Regions from separate parts of the Mus musculus genome. Here regions 1, 3, 4 and 5 are each linked to region 2. A link is a contact called in public Hi-C, Micro-C and promoter capture Hi-C data. All regions are on one chromosome and are shown on one strand. Each heading gives the region's core, a stretch centred on a gene start, on an enhancer-like site or on the middle of the called end of the contact. The rest is flanking DNA. Distances are from core to core; before and after follow the strand shown.

What was found. Promoter capture Hi-C pulls out the DNA fragments that hold promoters and counts their contacts. A called contact is a pair of places that touch in the nucleus more often than the background predicts.
Region 1: a Hi-C map of cortical neurons shows a contact between it and region 2, with 2.6 times the contacts expected there. The contact joins the enhancer-like site here to the promoter of Shisa2 in region 2. A contact is called at or near these places in 15 of 39 promoter capture datasets (the 3T3-L1 cell line, the HPC-7 cell line, cranial neural crest and 8 more), 6 of 484 Hi-C or Micro-C datasets (cortical neurons, embryonic stem cells and palatal mesenchyme), 1 of 115 datasets of contacts at active chromatin or transcription factors (astrocytes) and 1 of 9 other capture datasets (embryonic stem cells).
Region 3: a Micro-C map of embryonic stem cells shows a contact between it and region 2, with 2.6 times the contacts expected there. The contact joins the enhancer-like site here to the promoter of Shisa2 in region 2. A contact is called at or near these places in 4 of 39 promoter capture datasets (cranial neural crest, embryonic stem cells, hippocampal neurons and 1 more), 3 of 484 Hi-C or Micro-C datasets (embryonic stem cells, liver and olfactory sensory neurons), 3 of 115 datasets of contacts at active chromatin or transcription factors (embryonic stem cells and forebrain) and 2 of 9 other capture datasets (adipose tissue and embryonic stem cells).
Region 4: a contact with region 2 is called in a promoter capture Hi-C map of the HPC-7 cell line, with 3 times the contacts expected there. The contact joins the enhancer-like site here to the promoter of Shisa2 in region 2. A contact is called at or near these places in 4 of 39 promoter capture datasets (the HPC-7 cell line, embryonic stem cells, frontonasal cranial neural crest and 1 more), 1 of 484 Hi-C or Micro-C datasets (embryonic stem cells) and 1 of 115 datasets of contacts at active chromatin or transcription factors (embryonic stem cells).
Region 5: a contact with region 2 is called in a promoter capture Hi-C map of embryonic stem cells, with 3 times the contacts expected there. The contact joins the promoter of Amer2 here to the promoter of Shisa2 in region 2. A contact is called at or near these places in 1 of 39 promoter capture datasets (embryonic stem cells) and 2 of 115 datasets of contacts at active chromatin or transcription factors (embryonic stem cells and stem cell-derived neural progenitor cells).

Annotation. Positions count from the first base shown.
Region 1 is chr14:60,187,236-60,191,567 of GRCm38.p6, reverse strand. The region is part of intron 1 of LOC108168164 (a long non-coding RNA gene); the gene reads left to right. Among named protein-coding and RNA genes, the nearest start is that of Gm33582, 18 kb to the right of the region's middle. Within about 2 kb of position 2,932, at least 37 of the 459 cell types and tissues checked have an H3K27ac peak or open chromatin away from gene starts, as enhancers often do. A contact at or near this core is called in cortical neurons and trophoblast stem cells, where this site is marked.
Region 2 is chr14:59,621,821-59,626,762 of GRCm38.p6, reverse strand. It overlaps Shisa2 (shisa family member 2), which reads right to left and starts at 1,482. Exons shown (of 2, transcript NM_145463.5): 1 at 363-1,482. The coding sequence starts at 696. It also overlaps the pseudogene Gm18073.
Region 3 is chr14:60,215,222-60,219,814 of GRCm38.p6, reverse strand. Nupl1 (nucleoporin like 1) reads left to right here. Exons shown (of 15, transcript NM_170591.2): 15 at 1-1,744. Among named protein-coding and RNA genes, the nearest start is that of Mir719, 11 kb to the left of the region's middle. Within about 2 kb of position 2,039, at least 16 of the 459 cell types and tissues checked have an H3K27ac peak or open chromatin away from gene starts, as enhancers often do. A contact at or near this core is called in embryonic stem cells, where this site is marked.
Region 4 is chr14:60,441,131-60,445,677 of GRCm38.p6, reverse strand. It overlaps the pseudogene Gm6066. Among named protein-coding and RNA genes, the nearest start is that of Amer2, 66 kb to the right of the region's middle. Within about 2 kb of position 1,292, at least 70 of the 459 cell types and tissues checked have an H3K27ac peak or open chromatin away from gene starts, as enhancers often do. A contact at or near this core is called in the HPC-7 cell line, where this site is marked.
Region 5 is chr14:60,376,194-60,381,210 of GRCm38.p6, reverse strand. It overlaps Amer2 (APC membrane recruitment 2), which reads right to left and starts at 3,519. Exons shown (of 1, transcript NM_028113.4): 1 at 1-3,519. The coding sequence starts at 2,964. The coding sequence ends at 946.

The DNA.
Region 1 (4,332 bases), core at 1,683-4,182, 560 kb before region 2:
GGCTAGAGTCTGTGCTGGCAGAGTGAAGGCATTGAGGCAGCCAACTGCAACAGTGGCTGAGAGCTCATGTTCTGATTCACACGGAGGAGGCAGAGGAGGGCACACTGGGAATGCTGTCTTTTGAAACCTCCAAGCCCACCCCCCAGTGACACATCCCTTTCCACAAGGCCACACCTTCTCCAAGAAGGCCACACCTCCTAATCCTCCCCAAACAGTTCCACCAGCTAGGGACTAAGCATTCAAACATATGAGCCTATGGAGACCATCCTCCTTCAAACTACCACCCCTACACCTTGCTTTCTTTATATTCTCTTCCATGTCGACTTCTCCAGTCCCCCCACAAAGGCTTGGGCTGGGAACTTGGTTATATCTTTCCTGGAAGTTGCTATTTATTTTTCTGTGTTCAGGATATGAGGTCTGCAGCCACTTTGTCTTCAATTTCTGCATCTCATACAGACTATTCCATTCATCCTTCAGTGTTTGCTGTAGAGGTTCAACTGTTGGTGATCACTACTCTCTTGGCTCTCTGGGCATCCACCCTTTTGATGACTAATCATTTACATCTTCTTGCCCTCCAAGTTGAACTTCTAAGTAACTTTCTCATATTTTATCACACACCCCTTTTCAAGCTGAAACTGCCATTTTTTACAGGGATGCTTTTCTTTTTGGAGGTCTCCAGCTTATCCAGGGGGGTCAGTTCTCCCACTTCTATTGCATTTCTGAGGAAAATACTGCCTCAGGGATCCCTGCCCATCTTATGAGTTTCCTTATTGCTCATGGGTCTCATTTTAACTCACTGTTTTTTCTTTAGAATGTTCCCAATCTCCTTTACCCTCTCCGTACCTGTGGTGGTTTGAATATGCTTGGCCCAGGGAGTGGCACTATTAGGAGGTATGACCTTGTTGGAGTAGGTATGGCCTTGTTGGAAGTGTGTCACTGTGCTGGTGGCAATGAGATCTACCTCCTAGCTTCCTGGGAGACAGTCTTCTCCTAGCGACCTTCAGATGAAGATGTAGAACTCTCAGCTACTCTGGCACCATGCCTGCCTGGATGCTGCCATGCTTGCATCTTGATGATAATGGACTGAACCTCTGAACCTGTAAGCCAGCCCCAATTAAATGCTGTCCTTATAAGAGCTGCCTTGGTCATGGTGTCTCTTCCCAGCAGTAAAACTAACTAAGACAGTACCTTTTCATTAAACTCTCTTTAACGCTTTGAAGGTTTGATGGTGGTCATGTATCAGGCCCAGGACTCACTTCCATGGGCTATTTTACACTGTAATCATCTTCCATGTTATGGGGCCATCACTAACCTGATCAGAAAGGAACATTAAAAAGAGCATAAAGAATTAACTACAAGTGCAGAAACATAAGAAATAAGTTGTAGATAGACTGAGTATTATGTAACTATTACCTGTGACATGCAGCAGACCAGGATAGGGGCTGAGTCAGAAACCTTTGTACCAGATTTTTTTGCCTCTGAGGACACAGCTGCCAGGCTGATTTGATTTTGCACACTGTGGTCTGATCTGGAAACAACAGCGGGCTTTCTTTAATACATTCATTTCTTGTCTCAGCGGATGAGGCTGATGACAAGCCCAAAAGCTTGTCATCTATTTATAGCTTGATTGTGGCGTGTGCGGTTCCAGCTCACAGTGCAACATGATTTTCAGGCCCTCTGAATCCTCTCCCCAGCTCCCCAGAGCCCCGTCTGTGGATTTTAGCCATTTTGCTGAGTGATCTCTAAGCTGCCAGCTTCTGATGCAAAGACTTAAGTGCCCATCCTCTGGTTTCCCCAGAAGACTGACTCAGCTTGTCCCCTGCCCTTGACTCCCACTTTTCTCCATTATAGACATAGTTTGCCATTTGAGAGGTGTGTCCATAACCTAGGCCTGCCCATTTCCCGCAGATCAGGATGGTTATTCTTCTGTTAAGACAGAGAAGAACTGAAATGACTAGGCCAGTTCACAGTTGTATGACCCAAGAGGGAAGTACACATCTCTTATAGGATGGCTCTAATAGTTGGGGGTCATTGAATCTCCACATGGGAAAACTAGATGAATGCCTTGGTTGGGCAGTTGGGGATGAGGTGTTACATTTGTTTGTTTGTTTGTTTGTTTAGTGTGTGTGTGTCTCTGTGCACGCATGCACACACACATATGTACAGGGCACTGCATACTTGGGGAGCTCAAAGGACAACTTTCAAGAGTCAGTTCTCTCCTTCCACCATCTGAGACCCAGGGATGAGATTTCAGACATCAGGTTAGGCAGTGTATACTTCACCCTCTGAGTCATCTTGCAGGTTTGGTCTGGGATGGGGGTGTTTAATAGGAATCTGTTTTCCCCTATAGGCCTTTGGGATGATTCTGATGGTTAGCAAAACACCCTTTCTGTTAGTAGGTTAACAACCATGGGGTCTGAAAACTTTAATGCTCAAGAATTCAATAATTGGTTTTGGCATAGGAAATCCCACGCCCAACTCAAAGGAAAAAAATCAAAATAAATTGAGATAAAAATAATAAAATACAGTGTGACTAAAGTACCAATTAGCGGAAAACAGACTTAAGAATATCAATGGCAGGCAGGCACAGTGACACATACCGTTAGTCCCAGCACTCAGGAGGCATAGGCAGGCATGTGCATGAGTTCAAAGCTAACCTTGACTACATAGTTCCAGGACAGCCAAGGCTACATAGTGAGATCCTGAAACTGTCTTAAAAACAAACAACAGGTGAATAACAACAAAACAAAACAAAACAACAACAACAACAACAACAACAACAAAAACTCCCAAATCCTCACAAAATGAATGCTATCACCAAGAAGCATGAAAAAGTACATAATCTTTCTGAGCAAAGCTATGCAAGCTTTCTAAAATAGGCACCTGCTTCCTCCAACTAGCTACACTGAGAGATGAGTCACTGGCTGCATCGCCAGGGTGCTTGTTTGCCCTCAGGGGACTCTGCTTAGGTGGAACTCTTTGTGCTTCCTTTGGCCTTCCTGAATGTGTGCTTTTTTTCCTAATCCTTATGGTTGGGTCTTCTCCATGATGTGAGCTTTTCTCCTCTCTCTGAGGGAGGAAGGGAAGGAGACAGGGATGTATATGCAGGAGTCCTGGAGCTTGCTGTGCTGAGGAAGCCAGAGGGAAGGGAGAAAGAAGGGAGAGGCAGGCGTGGGCTGAGTGGAGGTGGCTTTGCTTTTACTTGACTGCTCAGGGCCTGTGGGCCTGGTGCCCTCCTTCAGCAAATGAGTCCTCTAGTCGCCCACATTTGGAAGTCAGCAATGCTCATGCCTCCTCCCCGAGGGCTGAGATGACAAGCGTATGTCACATCCCACTAGTTCCTACCTACCCTTTATTCATAAGTGAGCCTCTTGTTCTCCAGAATATGAGGGGAGAAATTGGCTAAGTGTGTTCAATAGACTTGTTTTTCTAAAGTTCCGTCACCAATGCAATGGTGTATATTGGCACTGTTTTTTGGGGAGGAGCACGTGGATCCATTCTGGGAAAGAGTGAAATGTGTGGTACACAAAGAGCTTCTGAAAAGCCACAGAAGTGGGGTTCACCTGCTCTCTGTCCTGTCAGGCTATGTTCAGGTAACCTCTGACAGCCATGGCTACCTGCTCTGTGGTGGGTCTGGAGCTAGATGGGATGAAAAAAGCAGTATAGAGGGAGCCTATCTGTTTTTTCTATTAAATTATTTATTCACTTTACATCCCAATTGCAGCCCCTACCCTTCCAGTCCCCTCCCTCGACATACATACCCTCCCCCACCTGCCCCACCCTTCCTCCTCTGAGAAGGGGAGGTCCCCCTGGGGAGGGAACCTATCTTGCCTGTGAACGTGAGTCCCTTGAGTCATGTTCCATTCATGCCTGGTCTCCATCAGAGCTCTAGAGTGCTGGCTTCTCTCTTCCTCACTGGCCAGTGTATTCAGAAGGTCCCGAGAATGCTCCATTCTGCCTAAATGCTACTTTCAGCGTTTTGGGGGTTAAATTATTCAGAACAAACTAGCCTTGGCTGAAACGTGTCTCCCTCTGCTATCTCTTGCTATTCAGAGAAAAAAAAAATCAGAGAACAGTGGAGGAAAGGTAAGGGAGGACAATGAGCTAAAATATTCTCACCCCATGAAAATGATGGTGCTGACTGCAAACCAACTGTGCAGTGCTAATTTCACAAAATATCGTCCAGATTTTGCCCATTTAAGAAATTCTCACCACTGAGGAGCCCATTTGCCAAGTTGTGTGTGTGTGTGTGGGGGGGGGGGGTTCCTGCTGATCTCATTTCCATGGCCTTTGGTGAAGCTGAGAGAGGAGGAGCAGGGTGTGGTGCATGTG
Region 2 (4,942 bases), core at 233-2,732:
GTCTGAGGACCCTTGGAGGAGAACCCTGGACAAGCCTTCTCCAGAGGGGTGCACCCTTGTCATTTTCTTGACTATTCCCAAGATTAAGCCCAGTGGAAATGGGACGAAGGGAAAGGAAGGCACGGACCATGAACAGAAGCAACGTGTTTTTTCTCGAGGTTTTTTGCCCCACTTCATACAAAGTTAATGAGTAGGGGAAACAAAACAAAACAAAAACAAAAACAACCCCCAAACAAAAACAAAAAACTCAGGTTTCTGCTCCCCGGCCCTTTCCTAAAATCTCCAGGCTTCCTGGTCCTTCTTGCCCAGGCAAAGCAACCGCCCTCCCGCTCCCTCTTTGCACCTGGCTGCTGCTCGCCTACCTGCCGAGCTGTCTGGGCCTTCTCGGTCTGTCCGGCCAGGCTCCCCTACGCCCTGCTGGCGGTCGTTGTCGCAGCCGCCCTGGTCTAGGCGCGCCTCGGCGCTGGAGCAGCAGTAGCGCAGCGCGCAGCTGCCGCAGCAGATGGTGGCGTCGCCGCCGTCGAAGCGCTCGGGGCACTGGAAGCCGATGCGCCAGACGCCCTGCGCGTCCAGCCAGCCGTGGCAGTACTCGCCGCTGGCCCGCGCCCCCGCCGCCAGCAGCGCGGCCAGCAGCAGCTGCAGCAGCGACGCGCGGTGCCTGGAAGAGGTGGAAGGTGAGCAGCGTCCGCCCCACATGGCACTGCCCTGGGCACCGGTGATGTCTCTAGAGGTCACAGATCTCCCCCAAGAAGTTATGGTTCGGCGATCCCTGGGGCTTTCCGTGAGGAACACTCCCCTCTGAGGCGAAGCCCAGGCTGCAGAGCCAGGGTCTAAGTCATCCCTCCTTGCGAGTGACCACGTCCCTGCTAGGTTCGGCCTTCACAGGGGCATCACAGAAGAAACGTTTCTGAAAGCTTGGCTTGTGATCCGACCTTCTTTGGGCATCCTCGAGGGGACGCCTCGCTGCCGACCAGGAGCCAGGCCGCGGCTGGAGCGTTTCAGCATCAGAGTCCGGAGCTGGTGGCTGCTTTCCCCCTCTATTCACTTCCCCTGCGAGAAGCAGCGAAGGAGGCGGGCAGTGCGCGCAGTGCTCCCGGCGGCAAGTGCAGCAGCGGCCGGCTGCGCTCTGCCTCCGCCACTCTGTGCTCGGTCCTCATGGCTCCGGCCACCGCTCGGGACGCTGCGAGTGCCCGCACCTCCCCTGCAGTCCCGGAGCCCGCCCGGCTGGCGGCGGCCGCGCGGCTGCTGTTGGGCGCCGGGCCAGCGGGCTGCCCTCCCCGGCTCCTACTGCAGCCCGCGTCTGGTCTCCTTTCTCCCTGTCGCTGGTGCGCCCCCGGCAGTGCGCTCCGGTGGGAGCCGCCCACGGAAGTTTCAGTCCCTCGGGCTATGGGAGCAGAGGAGCGCGCGGACACCCCACGCTCGCCTGGCAAGGCTGCGAGCCAGCTCCGACTGCCCGGCTGCGCACCGCGCTCCTCACTTAAAGAGGGGCTGGAGGCTCCCCTGCGCGCATGCGTGCCGAGAGGGCTTTCCCTCCGCCAGGGGACACTCGTAGCCCTTCACTTTCCTTCACCAAAGGTGTGGCAGTGGCCAGGCAGCGGTGCGGGTGAACAGAACAGACAAGTGGGAAAACACGTTTTAAGTCAGCCACGCCTTGGAAGCCAGTTAAAACAAGGATAGCAGAAGTAAGTTTAGTGCGGATCTTCGACGTCCAACATTCCGAGTTACTCTGACAACTCTCCAAAGAATAATTCTTACTTTCCATGTTACAGAGGACTCAGTCATCACTCAGATAGACTTGTCTTGCTCAGCTTTCAACCTCCAGGCCCAGGACGAACACAAACCCTATCTGAGCTGTGGTGCCTGGCCTCCCGGTGCCATGGCACTGCACAGTAAAGAGGTCAGCAAGAAAGTCAATAGGGTCACTGACTAAATTAACTATATTATTTTATTAGTTTTCTTTTCCCCTCCCTAATTTGGTGTGGTGATTGTTGGCGTCCGGCAGAAAGGTGCCTCCGTGTGACACTTGACCTCCTTGGCTTAGACAGCTGCAGCCAGGAAGAAGGCAAGGGTTCAGACGCCAGACATTCTGAGAAGAAACGAATAGCTTCACTCTTGAAGCAGCTGAGCAGGTGCTGATGCTATTAAAGTAACGATGAGTATTTTTAAAGGACCTACTGCGTCTTTCTCAGCTGGAGTCATTCCATGTGAATGCTAAACCCAGCCCCTGAAGGAGGAACCATCACGTGTTTCCGGGCTGTTTCTTTGTGTATCTAATGGAGAACTGGCTGTAACAAGAATACAAGGCAATTTTGTCCATAGCAAAGACATTTTTGAGTTAAACCACTGTAGGGCTCTTAGTGCAACCCTTACCTAAAACATTGAGAATTAAGCCTTCCACTCATCCCAGAAAATATTCACAGAGAAAACTCTTCCTTCTGTGCCTGTGCCCAACAAAACACCTTATTCTTGTCATTTAAGGGACCCTTGCACGGAACCCCAGAGCGTGGCCTGGGAAGGAAATGCTTTACCACAGAGCTCCACTCCAGTCTTGAAAAGACATATTTTAAATGCGCCAAACATCAACCCCTATAAGCTAAGAAATGAACAAAACTCCAACATTGAAGAAGCATTCATTTCATAAGCACATTCCGAATCGAGTTCTGGGGATTCACCTTGGCTCCTCGAACCGTTTCCCTCAAGCAGGGTGGTCTCCAACCCACAAACTAACTAGGCCCAACCCTGATTAGCATCAGAGATCAGATGGGTGTGGTCACAAACTCAAGCAGACTAATGTTTCTGAATTAACAGAGCAGTTGGACTGGAACGGAATCAAGCAAGTAAAAATGATACAACGATCTATAAGCAGCGTTGTGCAGAGCCAATGCGTGTGTGAGCGGTGGGTATGTAGGTGTTTGTATGTGCATGTATGTCTACATATATGAGCATGCGTGTGGCGGCCAGAGGTTGACTGATGTCAGGCCTCTTTCTCAATTATTTTCCTTATTGAGACATGGTATCTCACTGAACCTGGAGTTTACCAAGTTAACTAGACTGGCAGGCTTATAAGTTTGCCTGTGTGTGCCCCCATCCCACCCCATGATAGGATACAGGCCAAAGCCACCACACTTAGCTTTTCTATAGGTGCTGGGGATTCGAACTCAGGTCCTCATGCTTGAATAACCCAGCCTTTACTGACTGATCCAGCTCTCTGACCCTTTACAGGGCCAGTTAAAACACACAGGGTGACATTAGGCTGAGAGGAAAGGAGAGAAAAATATCAAACACTAGTGTTTAGATTTAAGCCCTAAGAGGCCAAGGATTGATGGGTGGAATCATGTAATGGATGGTGACTATGGTTAGCTACCATTTTCTGAACACTTACTATATTCTTATTATATTCTAGGCAGCCATGTTCCTGTGGTGGCTGATATCCTGTACTGAGCATCTCTCAGCATATTTAATCTTCACAGCCACCCATAAGGAAGACATTACTTTGCTCATTTTATTGGTAGGGACAAATTTCCCAGCCCAGGTGGACAGAGGGTGTCAATTTTCCTGGAACCACTCACTTGTTGCCTGACCCCAAAGCCCATTTACCAATCCACTGGTCACCATTCCCAGTGTCAGTAGAAATTGATTTACCTGGTATTCTGGGGGTTAATACTTTTCTAAAATTTATTTTGTTTTTAATTATGTGTAGGCATGTTTGTCTGTGAGTGAGTATGTAACATGTGTGAATTTCAGAGGCCAGAAGAGGCCACAGGATCTACTGAAACTGAAATTACAGGCAGTTGTGAGCTGTTCCTTTGAATGCTGGGAAACTTACTTCAGTCTTCTGCAAGTGGGTTCCTACTTTAAGTATGTTTCTTAGTTGTTGTGTTTGATGCAAGGTATTTGTACTTAGTGCAGACAGCACTTGCTCCATACTCCCTTTCCTTTCCATTTATACGAGTCTCCAAAACACCCATGGTTTATCCAGGGTTTATAAAGAAATTGTTGACCATTTCACACTGAATCGGTCAGATGGTTTGGTAGTACTGTGGTTTAAGGACACGTTCTTGTTTCTTTCCCAAATAGTCAATGATTAGTCTATGAGGATCCTTTGAGAAGTCACATCTCGAGCAGGAACTTAAGTTGTTTTGAGAGTATGGGGCTCTTGAACAAACGTGAGGTGTGGAGCATCAAATTTACTCTGACCAAGATTCCCAAAGCCTTCTGGGGGCTGCTGTTGAACGAGAAGGACCTATGGAGTCTCTCCGAAGGCAAAGTTCTGCTGAGGCAACTTGTTCACACTGGGTTCTGGGTGAGGGCAAGAGGAAGCCACGATGAAGCTGGACTACAGTTTGGGACTTCTTCAGATTGAGGAATTATTTCTTGGAGAGGTGGCTGCAGACCCAGGTCCTTAAGTTGGTCCCGGGCGAATCTGTTCACCATGCCTGTGTGCTCATGCACCACTGTCATATCAGGGTCAGAAAGTAAGTGGTGAACATTGCATTCCTCTTGGTTGGTCTGGACTCCCAGAAGTACTGACTTCTCTCTCCGTTGTCTTTAATGGTGATGGCTACCTGGGAAGTGGGAAGAAGGAGAACACCAAAAAAGGCCAGGGTGGTGCTTGAGCTGGGGATGAAGAGGAAGAGGATTAAATGAACACTTCCCTGTACGGGCTGTCTTTTCCAGATGACTAATAAAGCAAAATTAACATGAAAGAGAGGGGGAGAGGGAGGGAGGGAGGGAGGGAGGGAGGGAGGGAGGGAGGGAGGAAGGAAGGAAGGAAGGAAGGAAGGAAGGAAGGAAGGAAAGGAGGAAGGAAGGAAGGAAGGAAGGAAGGAAGGAAGGAAGGAAGGAAGGAAGGAAGGTTATATATGTTCCTGAGCCCATACTCTCAAGAGAGACAGAGACAGAGAGAAGAAAGAAAGGGAACTTCTGACATTTCACTAGTACC
Region 3 (4,593 bases), core at 790-3,289, 590 kb before region 2:
AAATCCAGTTGCAGTTTTGGTTGCTCTTTTTTTTGATTCTCCATGTAAGAAATGTTGTGATTAAATTACCAATTGATAGTGGTGGGAAAAAAATCCATCAACCTAAGCCTATGATCTATCCTAGTACTAATAGCAATGTTTCTGTTGCTGAGGTTTATGCTGTGAATACATGCACATTGGTTTCTTATGCAGATGGTATAAACTCTAGGGCCTGTGCTAGAAGTAGTTTGTTCCTTGACAAGGCCTTTTGAACTGTGCTGCAGGGCATCTTGTGGATATGTATGTAATTATATAGAGAGTAATGCACACAATGTGTGCACATAAAATATATATTTACACACCTACAACTCCTGCCTCAGACTGTTATCCTTTTTAGTGTATTTAGTTATTCACTCTTTATGATTTAGATCCTCAGCGCTTATAAAAGGAGTAACTTGGGGTGCCTGGTCACTTCATTTGTTTATTAGACAGAAGTGATTCTTGATATAAGTATTTAACCCATTCAACTTCATTGACCCCACTCTTCTGTTTTTATTTATACCTTGACCCTTAGGAGCTACTTTAACTGAGGAATGCTCTAAGGCTCATCAAACAGATTTTAGAAACCTTTACTACCCTATATATATTCTCATGCTACCATTATGAGAATCTTTTTTGTAAAGGAGATGGACTTTTAGGAGTGTATGTGAACTCCAGAGTGATGTTCTGGGGCAAAGAGCTACTAAGCCAAATTGAATCTATGCAGGTGGAGGATGCAATGTTAATTCAGTAACAACTTGCTTAGCTGTTTCAATACAGAATTCTTCTTATAGGGCTATTGAGAAACCAAATGAAGTGGCTTCTGAGCCTCTTAATGTGCTGAGTCTTAATCTGGACTAGAGAAACTACATTTTAGGGAAACTCTTTGTACCCACTATAAACGTGCTGGTTTGAAGAGTGGTGGAGCTCCAGGGAGTGCTCAGAGGTGTGTCAGGTTGTCTGTGTGACCTCTGTCTGTACTGCCGATCCTGGTGTTGAGTGAGTAAACACCACTGTGAAGAGAATTCATTGCCTTAGGACCGTGACAGCGTGAAAGTAGTTTTCAGGTGGAATGAACACATGGAATTGCACGGAAATAGTTTAATTTTTTTACATAGAAGGTTTTGTATATAATGTTTATCAGTGAATACTTTCAGGATCATTTTCACTAAGGCACCTTTTTTTTATTTTATTCAAAACAGGTCTGGTGTACATACATACGAACATACATACATACATATTTTAGTATAATGTTACTTGGGTTTGATTATAAAAATTGTTGGTCTGTTTTATTTATCTGCATATAACAGTGATTGGCATTCCTGAATTTAATATTTGCATCTTGACGCATTAAAATAAGGAGAGTTATTTGTCTCTGAGCACTAAACATTTGTATATTTTTGTAATTCTGCAACCCTCAGTCCAGACTATGGGGGAGGATAGGAAAAAGGTGTGCTTTGGCATTTTAAATTACCATCAGAGTTACATATACAATTACAAAAATACTGCTTTGTTCGTTTTTTAAGTACATTGTATTATGCTGCAAATATCTGAATATTTATATTTCTCTGGGTTATTTTTTTCTTTATATACATTTTCATATGTTGAACCACTGGAGACTTGTAGCATTCATTTGTGGTAGGAGTCAGAGTGTTGTCTTTGTCTCCTTTGTCTTCGCCTTGTCTATTGTGGAAATAATAAAATTTGTTAGTTGCTTTGAATCTTTGTAGGTCTCAGCAGTTGTACATACTTAATTTTATTACTGCTTCTTATTCTCTTTAATTGATTTTAGTGTTGTCTACACTTGTAAGTTATAGTCTTGTTCTCTTTTGTTTTTAACAAAAGGCTAAAGACAATGTAGCAAATTCTGACTGGACAGGTGGCCCAGTTATTAACATGCTTGTTATGCTGATAAAGTGAGTAAATGCTGGATGGGTGTGGTTGCCCTCCTGATTCCAGTGGCCAGAGTCAGAGAAGGGATTCCCAGAGCTAGCTGCTTAGAGAGACTAGCCACACCAGCAAGCTCCAGGTTTGACCAAGAGAACCCTGCCTTAATGAATATGGTGGAAGAGCATTCAAGAATGAGTCTCAGCCAGGCGTGGTGGCGCACGCCTTTAATCCCAGCAGTCAGGAGGCAGAGGCAGGCGGATTTCTGAGTTTGAGGCCAGCCTGGTCTACAAAGTGAGTTCCAGGACAGCCAGGGCTATACAGAGAAATCCTGTCTTGAAAAACCAAAAAAAAAAAAAGAATGAGTCCCAACAACAGCCCCCCCCCCCCCCCCCCGTCCTCCGTCACGTGCACACACACATACATGCACAAATGGAAAGGGGAGTGTAATAGGTTCTTTGTCACTTGGTTTTTTTTCTTCTGAAAATTATGACATTAAGCATCATAATTAAGTTGATAGATATTTGAGTTAAAAGCAAAGACTCCTTCAGCTTAGTCTCAGTCCTGCCCTGCCCAAGTGTGTACACTAATTGTGTTGATCTGTCTTGGCAGACTGTTCTAAAAATGTCCTTTCTATGTGTATGAATGGTTGCTTTACTTTCTTTTTCCTTTTTTTAAATGCTCATTTTATTGGTTTCTCTTCCCTTTTAAACCAAGCAGGTTGACAACACCACCAACAACAAAATCCCAACCTAAGTATTGTGTGATTTTTGATTTCCTCCCCTTTGTAGTATATTATCTATCTCTTGCCTTGTCAGCTCATAGAGATTGCCATTTGCACACTCTTTCCTTCCCCGTAGCCCGATTGCTATCCAGGTGTCTCTTCAGCTGTTTCTTGTTGATGGGTTCAATTCTGTAGAAGTTGTGGTGAGTATCCTTGTACATGTCACGGTAGAAGGCCCTGAGAAGTTACCTGGATACATCCGCAGTTAAGCAATCTATATTAACACGTTTGATATCACTAATTAAAATATATCACTCTGGATTGCTGTAGGTGGGGGCAGGGGAACAGAGGAATATAAGAGGCCCTGTTCAGCTGAATGGCTTTCAGTCTTTAGACCGTTTTCTGCTGGGCTAGTGTATGGGTACGTAAAACTGCTTCCTGGTTCGCTTCCCTTGGTCTCCTGTACCATTTCTGATACATTGACTAGGAGGTGCTTTCACCACTTTTGCCTTCCCCACATGGGGGGAGTTCGAGGGTTCAAGGCATCGGGAGTAGATATATGCCTGGTGCCAATGAGCCGTTTAATTTATATGGGATTTGCCCTCTTTGGGATCTGGGACAGAGCTCCTGAATGTGCACTCAAGCCCATGAAGCAGGCCAGGGGGCCCCACTCATCAGACTGGTAAGAACCCAGAATGATTTGGTTTGGGCTCCAATTACCCACTCCATTGAATAGAAGAACAATTGTCTAAGAGTCATAAAGCTGTTTAAATAACCTGGCTTAAAAATACACAAAAGGACAAAAACCAGCTCTGCAGTGAACTCTGAGCATTGGGCAAGGGTGGGGAATCATAACCAATTAAGTGACTCATATACCATGAACTGGGTGGACAGTAGTGTAGCCTACACCTTTAGACCACATTACAAAGAATTTCCAGAAGGTAGACATTCAGGAGGAAGACAGTGAATACCAAACTTTCTCAGAAAACGGCTTTTTGTGAAACATTGCTGTCTATTTGGGTGAGGTGGGTCCATGAGGGGCCACTGGATAAAGAGATAATAAGGTGTTTGAGTGTGCCATGGCCAGTTTCCTTACATCAGTTGGTGAAAAGACACTGTCTTCTCAGTATGTGCTGGCTAAAAGCCTGCTTGGAAAGAACTATAAAATCATGATGGTTTTAGGGCAATGATGTCTTCTAATGTAGACCAGAGCCTAAACCTCAGAAGAAACCTGTTTTACCTGAGGAGCCAGAAGTCTCTGTACCATGTGTACAGTTATAGCCCGTCACTGCCCCCTGTGCCACCAGCACATGCTGGGGAGCCCTGACACCGCTACTCTTCACAGTGCCAGCAGGCCCATTAGCCGCAGAGCCATCACTAGCAACAGTCCCCTCAGAAATTTAAGTCCCTACACCCTGGTGGGGAAGAGCAAAGAAAGCCAAATCTCAGCCCCTTGAACATAATAGATGAGCCATTCTGTAAGATTTGAAGACCCCTCTGTTTTGACCAATATGGACAGGTCCCAGAAGGCCAATGTACCTTAATTTATTGATCCTTTTCTGCCACTGACTTCTTACATTGGAAAAAAGCACCTCCTCATACAAGAAAAACAAAACCTCTTGGGACTTAATTGATTTAATCCAATCTATTACTCAAATCCAAGTTGGGTATCACATGGGCAGATTGTTGAACACCCCCGCTGATTCTGGTTATCTCAGAATGGGTAAGGGACTGTGCCCCTAGATGACATCCAAAGCTTGTTTTCCGAGGAAGTCCCACTGGGACCAGAGTAATGATGGGGTGTGTGGTTGGAGAAGCTCAGGTGATAAACTGGAGATTCTTTTAATCAAAAAAGGAGGTAGAAAGGCCCTAAATATGGGGGAAATCTCATGCTTCCGGGGCGTGTGGAGAGCCTGAACCGATACAAGGAACTGAAGTGTGAAGCAGATCAAAGGTTAAAAAGA
Region 4 (4,547 bases), core at 43-2,542, 820 kb before region 2:
ACTCGATACACTTAGGGTAAGTACCCAAACTGAGGCCTTTCTACTATCAGATTAACCCATAGGCAAGTCTATGGGGCAGTCCTCCTCCTCCCTCCATGGTTTTGGGTTGTGTAGACAGCAAGCTGAGCAAGCCAGTAAGCAGCCTGTGCTGCAGTAAGTGTGGCCTCTGCTTCAGTTCCTGCCTCCAGGTCCCTGTCCTGGCTTCCCTCAATCTAATGAGTTAGAGGTGTTAACTCCTTCTCGCCCACATTAGCTTCGATTAGCTTTGATTAGTGTCTGATCACAGCAGCAGAAAACAGCTAGCAGCTAAAATTTGCACATTAAAAAAAAGTATGTTTGTAAGTATTTTATTATTTTAATGCTATTATGAATCAAACTGCATCGTTAATTCCATTTGCACATTTTCAGATGCCAGTATATAAAAATGCAGTTGATACTATTTGTGCATGCGTGTATGTGTGTTCAGACTTGGAAACCAGTGGTTGACATAAAATGTCGACCTTGATTGATCTCTGTGTTTTGTTGAGACAGGGTCTGTCGCTGAACTTAGAGTCCATTTACTGAGCAGCTAGATCTACTGAGCAGCAGGCTCCAGGGAGGCTCCTGTCCCTCAGTGCTAGGACTGTAGGCAGGTACTGACACACTTGCAGTTTTACATGGATTTGGGGAACCCAAGCCCAGGTCCTCTATCTGGGGGACCAGAGAACAACACCAGCACATTTATCATGTCTTTTCTGCTTTAAATAATCTGATCATTGCCATGAAAATATCCCTAATATTGTAAGGGACCAGAAAGAAGTTTTTGCTGGACCTCAAGGCCAAGGTTGGTAATGCACGTTACCCTGCCTTCAAGAGACACAATAATGACCAACCTCACTTGCCTTGGGTTTCCTGAGCAATCAGCTTTTACAACCGCAGAGAGTGGAAGCTGTAATCTCCTTATGTCCTCTTCCATGACCCTGACCTGCTTGTATGTTTGCAGGTTTGCTGTGATAATCATACCCACCATCAACACTGAAAGCAGCTTTCTTCTATCGATTTATAGCTGTATTTATTTGCTTATCTGGGTGAGTTGGGGGCAGGTGGAGTGAATGACTTAACCCCTTGTAAACTCTGCTAAAGATTTCTGTAAAATCCCTCGTTCATGTGTTGCTTTCTGTGCTGTTCAATAAATACAGAACAAAGCCCTGTTAGGAACAGACACACAGACACAGGGACAGACAGACTCACAGGGCAGCATTCAGACAGGTACAAATTCAGACAGAAAACCACAGAAAGGGGGAAGTAAAGAAACAGAATTACTCAAAGGGGAAGTGTTTGTTAATTTCCTTTTCCTAACGCAATGGCAGCACATGACTGGTGTCTGAGGTTTTCACTAATGCACTCAAACTGATGCACCAGCCCTCTTTAGATATCCTACAGACTCTGTAGCTGGTCTCTGCTACTTGGTAGGTTCTTTTTTTCCACCCTTTATCCATTGCCCACCCCCTTTAACCCTTTAATACTAGGTAGGAAAGAAACAAGGATAGAAGGGAGAGAGGAATTAGGAAAATCCCTGAATCTAATTTCTTTCTTTTTGTTTCTTCTTTGACTCCAAGTACCAAATGGTAAATAACTTCCCTAAATAAACACCAACCACCAACCCTCCCCTCTCAGGGCCTCCGAATTTATATGCACTATGAAAAGTTTCCAGAATTCCGAATGTCACACAATCATAGAAATTATCTGCAGCTGGCAAAACCACACTTTTGCTAGCGCAAGAGGCAAATCATGGTCAGCTGCTTCGGACAGTCGGAACCAGTCCCACACCCTACACCTGGGATTAAAACAGAAGCACACTCTTACAATATTTCTGTGTGTTTTTCTTTTCTTTTCTTTTTTTCTTTTTTCTTTTTTTTTTTTTTAAGAAACCAAAATTCCAGAATTCTCATTACAGAAGTTCACTCTCTTGTTAAAATTCATTGGCTATTATACTTAAGACAATGTAACTGCATATAAAGTATACCTCAGCTAAAACAATTAATGTACGTTTAAAACCCTGAAAGGGGTAGTTATTTTTAGAGTGAGAATGTCATAATAACAGAAAATACTCTGTGTTTATGTAATCACACCAATTTGCCATTAAGGAAGGTCCTGCCCAGGGAGAAAGGAGAGGTGGTGTTCAACAGAACACAGCTAACAGCTATGAATGGAGAAAGAAAGCCATTCAAAGCTAATACCCCCCTCCCTGAGAGTTAAGTTGCCCCACTAAGTCGGTAACTATGGAGATGGAGGACAGTATTGGCTATAACTCATATTACACTGACATTTAGTTTGTCAGAGCAATCTTGCAGACACAGGTTTGTTTCTCTCTCTCTCTCTCTTTTTAAATAACACATCTTTGCAAATGCTTATTGAATTTATATACATTACAATCAAAGAAGGGGCAAGTGCAGGGTCCCCAGGTTCAGCAATGCTGTTCACAACTAGATGCCCCTAAGAATGAAAACCATGGTATCTCGGCTACATGCCAACGGCAGAGACTGCGGCTTGACACTTATTCATGAAAAGTGGCTTTGTCTGTGCAGAACTTCTCATCCTGCAGGTTTTTCTGACTCCAGAGATAGGCAGGCCCTTCAAACTCAAACACACTGTGCTTCTCCCAGAGAGCTCCTGACTGGAGGAAATGTAGGGTACACTTATTACTGTGTGGGCTAGTTTTTGTCAAGTTGACACATGCCAGGCGATATGAACAGAGGCAATCTCACTTAAGAAAGTTGAAATTCATCAGATTGGCCTGAAGCAAGTTTGTGGGGGAATTTTTTTTTTTGATTACTAATTGATGTGGGCTCACTGTGGATGATGTCATCCCTGAGCAAGTGGTCCTGAGTGTAAGAAAGCAAGCAGAGCAAGCAGTGGAGACACATCCAGTAAGCATCACTCCTCCATGGCCTCTGCTTCAGTTACTACCTTTCACGATAGACTATAATCTTCAAGGTGACTTATTCCCTGTCTAGATTACTTCTTTTTTTTCTTATTTAGTATTTATTCATAACCATAAGCTTACCTCTGTAATCCAGCTAGATTGGAGGGGAATGAGGAAAATATGGAACTCAAAAACTTCAGTGAGAGCAAAGATTACAGGGTATTATGAGCAAGTGGGGGGGGGGTGGGGAAGGTGGTGGGCTTTCCTGAGCTACAAAAGGAATGGTCTGGTGGGTAAGAAAACAGTAAGTCAAAATCATTAGAGTTGTCCACCATCAGAAATGGTGATCTTCTTGTTGGTCTTGCCATTCCTGGACCCAAAATGCTCCATGGCTTCCACAGTGCTCATGTTTGCATTCACCTTCCCAGAGACCACGTGTGGCCATCCAGCCACTCTTGGCAGTGCAGATAAAAAACTGGGAACCATTTGTGTCTGGTCCAGCATTTGCCACAGACAAGATACCAAGACTCATATGCTTCAGGATGAAGTTCTCATCCTCAAATTTCCCCCTGTAGATGGACCAGTGCCATTATGGCATGTGAAGACACCACCCTGGTACACAACTCCTGGAATAAATCTGTGAAAGGAGCAGCCCATATATCCACATCCATTCTCTCCAGAGCTCAGAGCACAAAAGTTTTCTGCTGTCTTTGGAACTTTGTCTGCAAACGACTCAAAGGAGATGCAGGGTTTGCCATTGGTTACCATGTCAAAGTGCATGATGGGGTTCATCATGGCTGCAGCAAGCTGCAACAGGGGACAGTGGTGTCTGCAAAGCCTTGGTTACTTTTTCATTGGTATGATAAGACACTATGACCAAGGCAACTTATGAAGAAGGAGTTTATTGGGGGGCTAACAGTTCTAGAGGGTTAGAAACATGGCAGCCAACAGGCAGGGTAGAGCAGTAGCCAAGAGTGCACATCTTGATCCACCACAAGACAGAGAGCTAACTGGGAACGATATGGTCTTTTAAACCCCGCCCCCAATAACATACCTCCTCCAAAGCCACACCCCCTAATCCTTCCCAAACCATTCCACAAACTGGGGACCAAGTATTCAGACATATGAGTCTTTGGGGATCATTATCATTCAAACCACCACACTTTCCCAAGAGGCTCTTGGTCCTGGTGGTTATCACAGCAGTAGGAAGCTAACTAGAGCTGCTTACTTCCAAACACAAAGGCCTTTGAGAATTTTTATATACGAAGTGAAAGAAAAAGTAAGCCACGTCTGCTTTTTCACAAGCAGAATAGTTCCTCTCCAGAACTAGCAAGCTTATCAGACCTCAGATAAAACAACCCTGAGTGCAGCCAGCAGGCACTCACTGAAGGCAGCCTGCTTGTTACATGAGCTGCTATTGGGGAAATAACATGGGTGGTTTTTATATTTATTGAGAATAATCACCCTTTAAGAGCATGCTATCAAAATGCTATTAACAGCCGAGTACAGTACCAGGCAAGGCCCTGATGCCTTCACACATGGTCTTTAGTTTAGTGATGCAATAAATCTCTTTAGTTATTTTTTTAATAAAATGTGTTAAAATATCAGTGTTATAGACTGATCTTGAGAATAGTTTGATTAA
Region 5 (5,017 bases), core at 2,270-4,769, 750 kb before region 2:
AATCGACAGGTTGAAAAATGTTAAGCGTGAGATAAACTGTAAAATATGCATTAGCTATACATAAGAAGGTTGAAGTTTACAAACGTCAAAATACTGTGTAATTAGCATTTAGTGAGATCTTTCCCTGATCTTGAGTTTTGCACCAAGAGGGAGGAGTGGATCCAAAAAAAAATACACAAACAAACAAACAAACAAACAAAAAACACATAAACTACTCGTGAGCCTTTTATTTCTCCTCAGACAAACGATCTGAGCCAGCCATACTAAACCTCTGTTTTCTTCCTAGAGATAGAGCTTTCCTTCCCTATTTGCATATCTGGCATTGGAAGCTGGGGGCTTTCTGCAGGTCAGCAGCCCCCTGGTCTAGTCACACAGCTACATGGAGCTTTAGCTTTGAGGTGTTTTCCACACAGTGATAAAGCGAAGTTCTTTTTTATTTTTTTTTTTTTCTTTCCTGGAAAGAAAGGCAAGAATCCTGTTGTTCAGTGACTCCGCAAGGCCCTCTTGAATCTAGAACAGCCTGATATCCTGGTGGGATTTTTTTTTTTTTTTGTTAGATTTGGTTAAATCTTATTTTCTGCAAAGGCAAAGAAAGGTGACTTCTGAATGATCCATGAATTAAGGAAGAAGGAGGAGAAGGAGGAGGAGGAGGAGGAGGAGGAAGAGGAGGAAGAGGAGGAGAAGGAAGCCCAGATCTTCTGTAAAGGTTAAAAGAAAAGGGAAGGCGCTAGAAAAGAATTCTCAGAAACTTATCTGAACTCCAGGTGTAACATCCCCCTTCCAGGGTGTCCTGCCCCTGTCTCCAACAAAGACTTCTAGGCCATATGGAGAAGGGTGGGTCCTAAATGATTTGCTTTGGAGAAAGCGAACTTCCTTCAGTGGTTTCCAGGGGAAAGTTGTATTCCTTAACATATGGCCCATCCATCCTCCTTGGCCTTGGGGACCTCACAACTTTTTGGCACTGTCATGGCATGCTGCTGCCCTGATGGTGGTCCCAGCCAAGCCCCGGTTGCTGACCCTACGGACCAGCACTTTGGAAACAGGGATTTTTGTTCTGGGCACCTCACTCCTGGCTGGTTGCTGGTGCACCACCGGATGGCTGGACGGAAGGTTGGAGAGATGCTTGATGCTAATAGGGATTTTAGAGTCCTTCAGCAAGCTGCCCGGTGTTCTCAGAGGACACGTGATGGTGCCTGGAGACACCGGCTTTAGCCGGGACAAGCAGGGTGGGTCCTCTGTGGCAGGAAGGGTGGCTGGGCTTGCTTCAGGTTCAACGTAGAGATCGCAGAGAGCATCGCCACTGTCGCTATCCCTGGGGATGACCACCTTCTTGCTGCTGCTGCTGTTGCTGATGCTCTCTTCTTCTGGGCCAGGGGTGGTGGAGTCCCAGTAGCCCTCATCGCTGTTAGGAACACCTTCTTGATGCTCCTTCTCCGGATGTTTGGGCTCCTCCTTCTGCTGGGACTCAATGGGAATTCTGTGGAGCCTCCTGCGCTTGACCGAGGACATGTCCTTGGCTGCTTCCCCACACCGGGTATCACTGGAGGTCTCAGGGGCCAACTTGATGTCGGAAGCAGTGGCTGCCTTCGCTGCGCCTTCTTGAGTTCCTTGTCCTTGGTCCTCAGTCTGGGACAACATGTCCCAGAATTCCGGGAGATAGGTGTCGTCCACCTGATCCGGGCTGGCCATCTCCTCCCCTCCTCCTTGGTAGGCCACCACGCTGGCGTTCTTTTTAGAGAGAACTGGCTTGCCTGGCCCGGGGACATGCTTGTCACAGCTGGGGCCTGCCTCTTCTTCTGGGTCTGCAATAATATCTCCACAGCCTGTAAGAGAGTCAAAGCTTTTCAGTGAAGTCACGTCAGAAAACATCAAACAAATACGATCTGCCGACGGGTCTGAGGGTGGATCAACAGAGGAAGGGTCAGGGACAGCAGACGCCCGGCCGCTGCCACCTTCGGAGTCGACAAGGGGGACGGTCTTTATCGGAACGTCACCTGTCTTGGACGCATCCTCGGCCGCCTGGACCTCACCGGCTCCCGACTCGAGGGCTGCCCCGGGCTTCTCCTCGCGCCGATGCCCCTCGGCGTCCTCTCCCCGGGAGCTTTGATCGCCAGAGCCGGTGGGGCTCCCGGCCTCGAGGCAGATCCGCTCCGGGGCGCTCTCGGCGGACGCGGGCGCCTGCTCTCCCCCTGCGGGCTCACCTGCTGCGTGTCGCGAGGCGTCCTGGCCCGGGCTGTCCGGGCGGCGCGCGGCTCGGGGCGGCTCCTCCTTGACGCACTCCAGGCTGGCGGTGAGCGAACCGGGCAGAACCAGGTTGCCCGGGCCCGCCGCGCGCACCGCCTTCTCCTCCTCCTCCTTGCCGCGCTTGTCCCTCCGGTGCCAGCGCATGCTGCTGAAGATCCCTTTCAGCCCCCTCTTTTGTTTGCCGCCAGCCTTGCTCGCCTCGGCATGGTCTCCCTTGCCGGTCTCCGATCGCCCGTTCTTTTTCAGCAGGGAGAAGAAGCTGTGGGACTTGGCCACCGAGCTGCTGGCCAGGGAGCCCAGGCCAGGCCCGGAGGGTTTGGGGGGTCCGGGGATCGGCCGGGCCCCGCTGTGATCGCTCCCGCCAGGCGGCTCCTCCTTCTTGCTGCCCTCCAGCACCAACACCTCGGCTAGTCCGTCGTGGGTCCTGCTTCTCACCATTCCCGTCGGCCCCGAGCTCTTCCCATCCCCTTTGTTTTTGACCCCAAAAATGCTGGGCATGGTGCCCCCCGATTTCCTTTTCTTGAATAACTTGAACGCAGCCTTATTGATCTTCCCCGACGGCGGCTCTGCGGCGGGCGTCTCCGCGGCGCACTCACAATGCGAGTCCATGTCTGCAGCGAGGGCCCCGGCCTGCTCCTGCCTCCCGCAGACCCCCGCGCGCGCGCCGCCGCCGCGCTCGCTGACAGCCGCGCCGCCGCCGCGGCTCCTGCCCGTCTCCATGGAAACCGAGTGGGATCAGCCGCTGTCGTCAGCCGTAGGCTCGCGCCAGGCCACTGTCACCCGCGTTCTAAATCAACCTGAGCGGCTCTCGCTGCTGCGCTGTGGCTACTGCAACTGCGGCGGCTGAAGCGCACAAACCGGACTATCTCCCCTCCTGCCAAGGGCTTATATAATATCCTGGGTGCCACATAGGTTTTTGTGTAGCAAGAGCCTTCATCGCAGCCTCGAGGCGAAAGAAAAAAATGAAATTCATAATTATGGGCTTTGGATCCCAGTGCGTTGATTCTCACCACCTCAGGTTCTTCTTCCTCTAGCCCAGCTTTTCCTAGGATCGCAGCTTCAAAAATTAACACATGCGTCCCCCATGTCCACAAAGAACAATGCCTTTTCCTTTATCATCTGTTTTGGACTTCATGCAGCCTCCTATCTTTCTCCGGTCCTTCACATAGGTCTTAGCGTGTGGGTACTAAGCCCAAGAGGCACCATGCCAATCTGTTCACGCCTGCGTCTGGTCCAGTGCCGAATGTAGTCCTCTTCAGGTTGATGCTGTATTCTGATCATGTGGCTCTGATTTCCTGTTACAGAAGCAACAGCCGTCAGTCAAATACCAATTAGCAGCTCTCAGCAACGAAAGTGCAACAGTCCCCTAGGGTTCGCTGGTCCTTTGGGAGACCACAAAGCTTTTATCCCCCACCCCAGTGACATGGGGCTTAAGTCACAGAAGCCACCAATTGGTCACAATAGACTGAGCACACTGAGAACTTAGGTTGGAGAATTCTGATCCCTCTGCAGGTGGGTCTTAGAGGCCTGGGCTCAGTCTTCCTCTTTCATTCAGGGGTATGGTAAGTATACCTCTCTCTGTTGTGCCCAGCCTACCCCTGTCTAAGAACACCCAAGGACCCCACTCGCTGTCTTTCCCAATAGGACAGGGGGGAAAACCAGACAGGGGTCAGAGGTCGTCCCTGTGGTTGCTTCTGACCCCACTGGTCTAGAGGCAAAGGGAACTGGGTTCCAGAGAACAACCTGTGTGGGTAAGGTTTCTGTGTTCTGACTTTGAAGACAACTGCTAACATTGTAGCTTTTCCTAACCAAGGGCTTGCCAGCAAAATAGGGAAGGATTTGGAAAAGATTCATGTTTTATAATCCTTAATAACCCTATTTTAAAAATATTGATTATATATAGTGATTATTTGATTGTATATACTATTTACATACAAACACCAGTCTTTCCTGCTTCTCTTGAATTTATTTTCCACAAGTTACTTATATTTTGCAGATTCAGAGTTACTTATATACTGTACTTATACTGAACTGCAGATTCAGTTGTTGGCCAAGGCAGCCTCCAGGGTTCACAGTTAGACCATGGAGTTGAGCAGTCATGTTGCTCTTTCTCATCTCAATGAAAAAACGGCTCTAAACTGAGACTGGAATCAAAGGACCTTTCTGTTTTCAGAGTTCAAACCCCACCAGCTCTTTCCACCTACTAACAGGACTCTTTATGGACAGAATATACAACAACAGACTTTTAAAAAAAAATGAGTTTTCTTTTCAAAATATTTACTTCTTTTGTATGTGTGTATTGTGTGTTATGTGTCTGGGCACACACGTACCACAGCAGAGGACAACCTGTGGAAGTTTTCATCTTCTACCTTGTGGGTCCTAAGGATCAGTTATCAAACTTGGGGGCAAGAATCCTCACCTACTGAGCCCTCTCACTGGCCCACTTCCTGAAGCTCTAATTGATCATGTGACATGATGGAACAGAGTCCCGTTTGCCCTGCAAAAGATTAGACATGAAGAACTATAAAGAGAAAGTCACTTGTTATTTCTTTGAAAGCTTTTGGAGGACAATTGGAAGTCTGTCTCAGTTCTTTACACACACACACACACACACACACACACACATCAACACACCATGCTGGCTAGAAAGTGTGTTACTATATATGTAACCATGCCAGTCTGAAATTGCTTTAGACCACAATTGGGAGGAACAGTCTAGAAAAACCACAAGTCTCGAAGTCTAAGAGCTGGAGTAGGTGGCCTGCTTAACCAG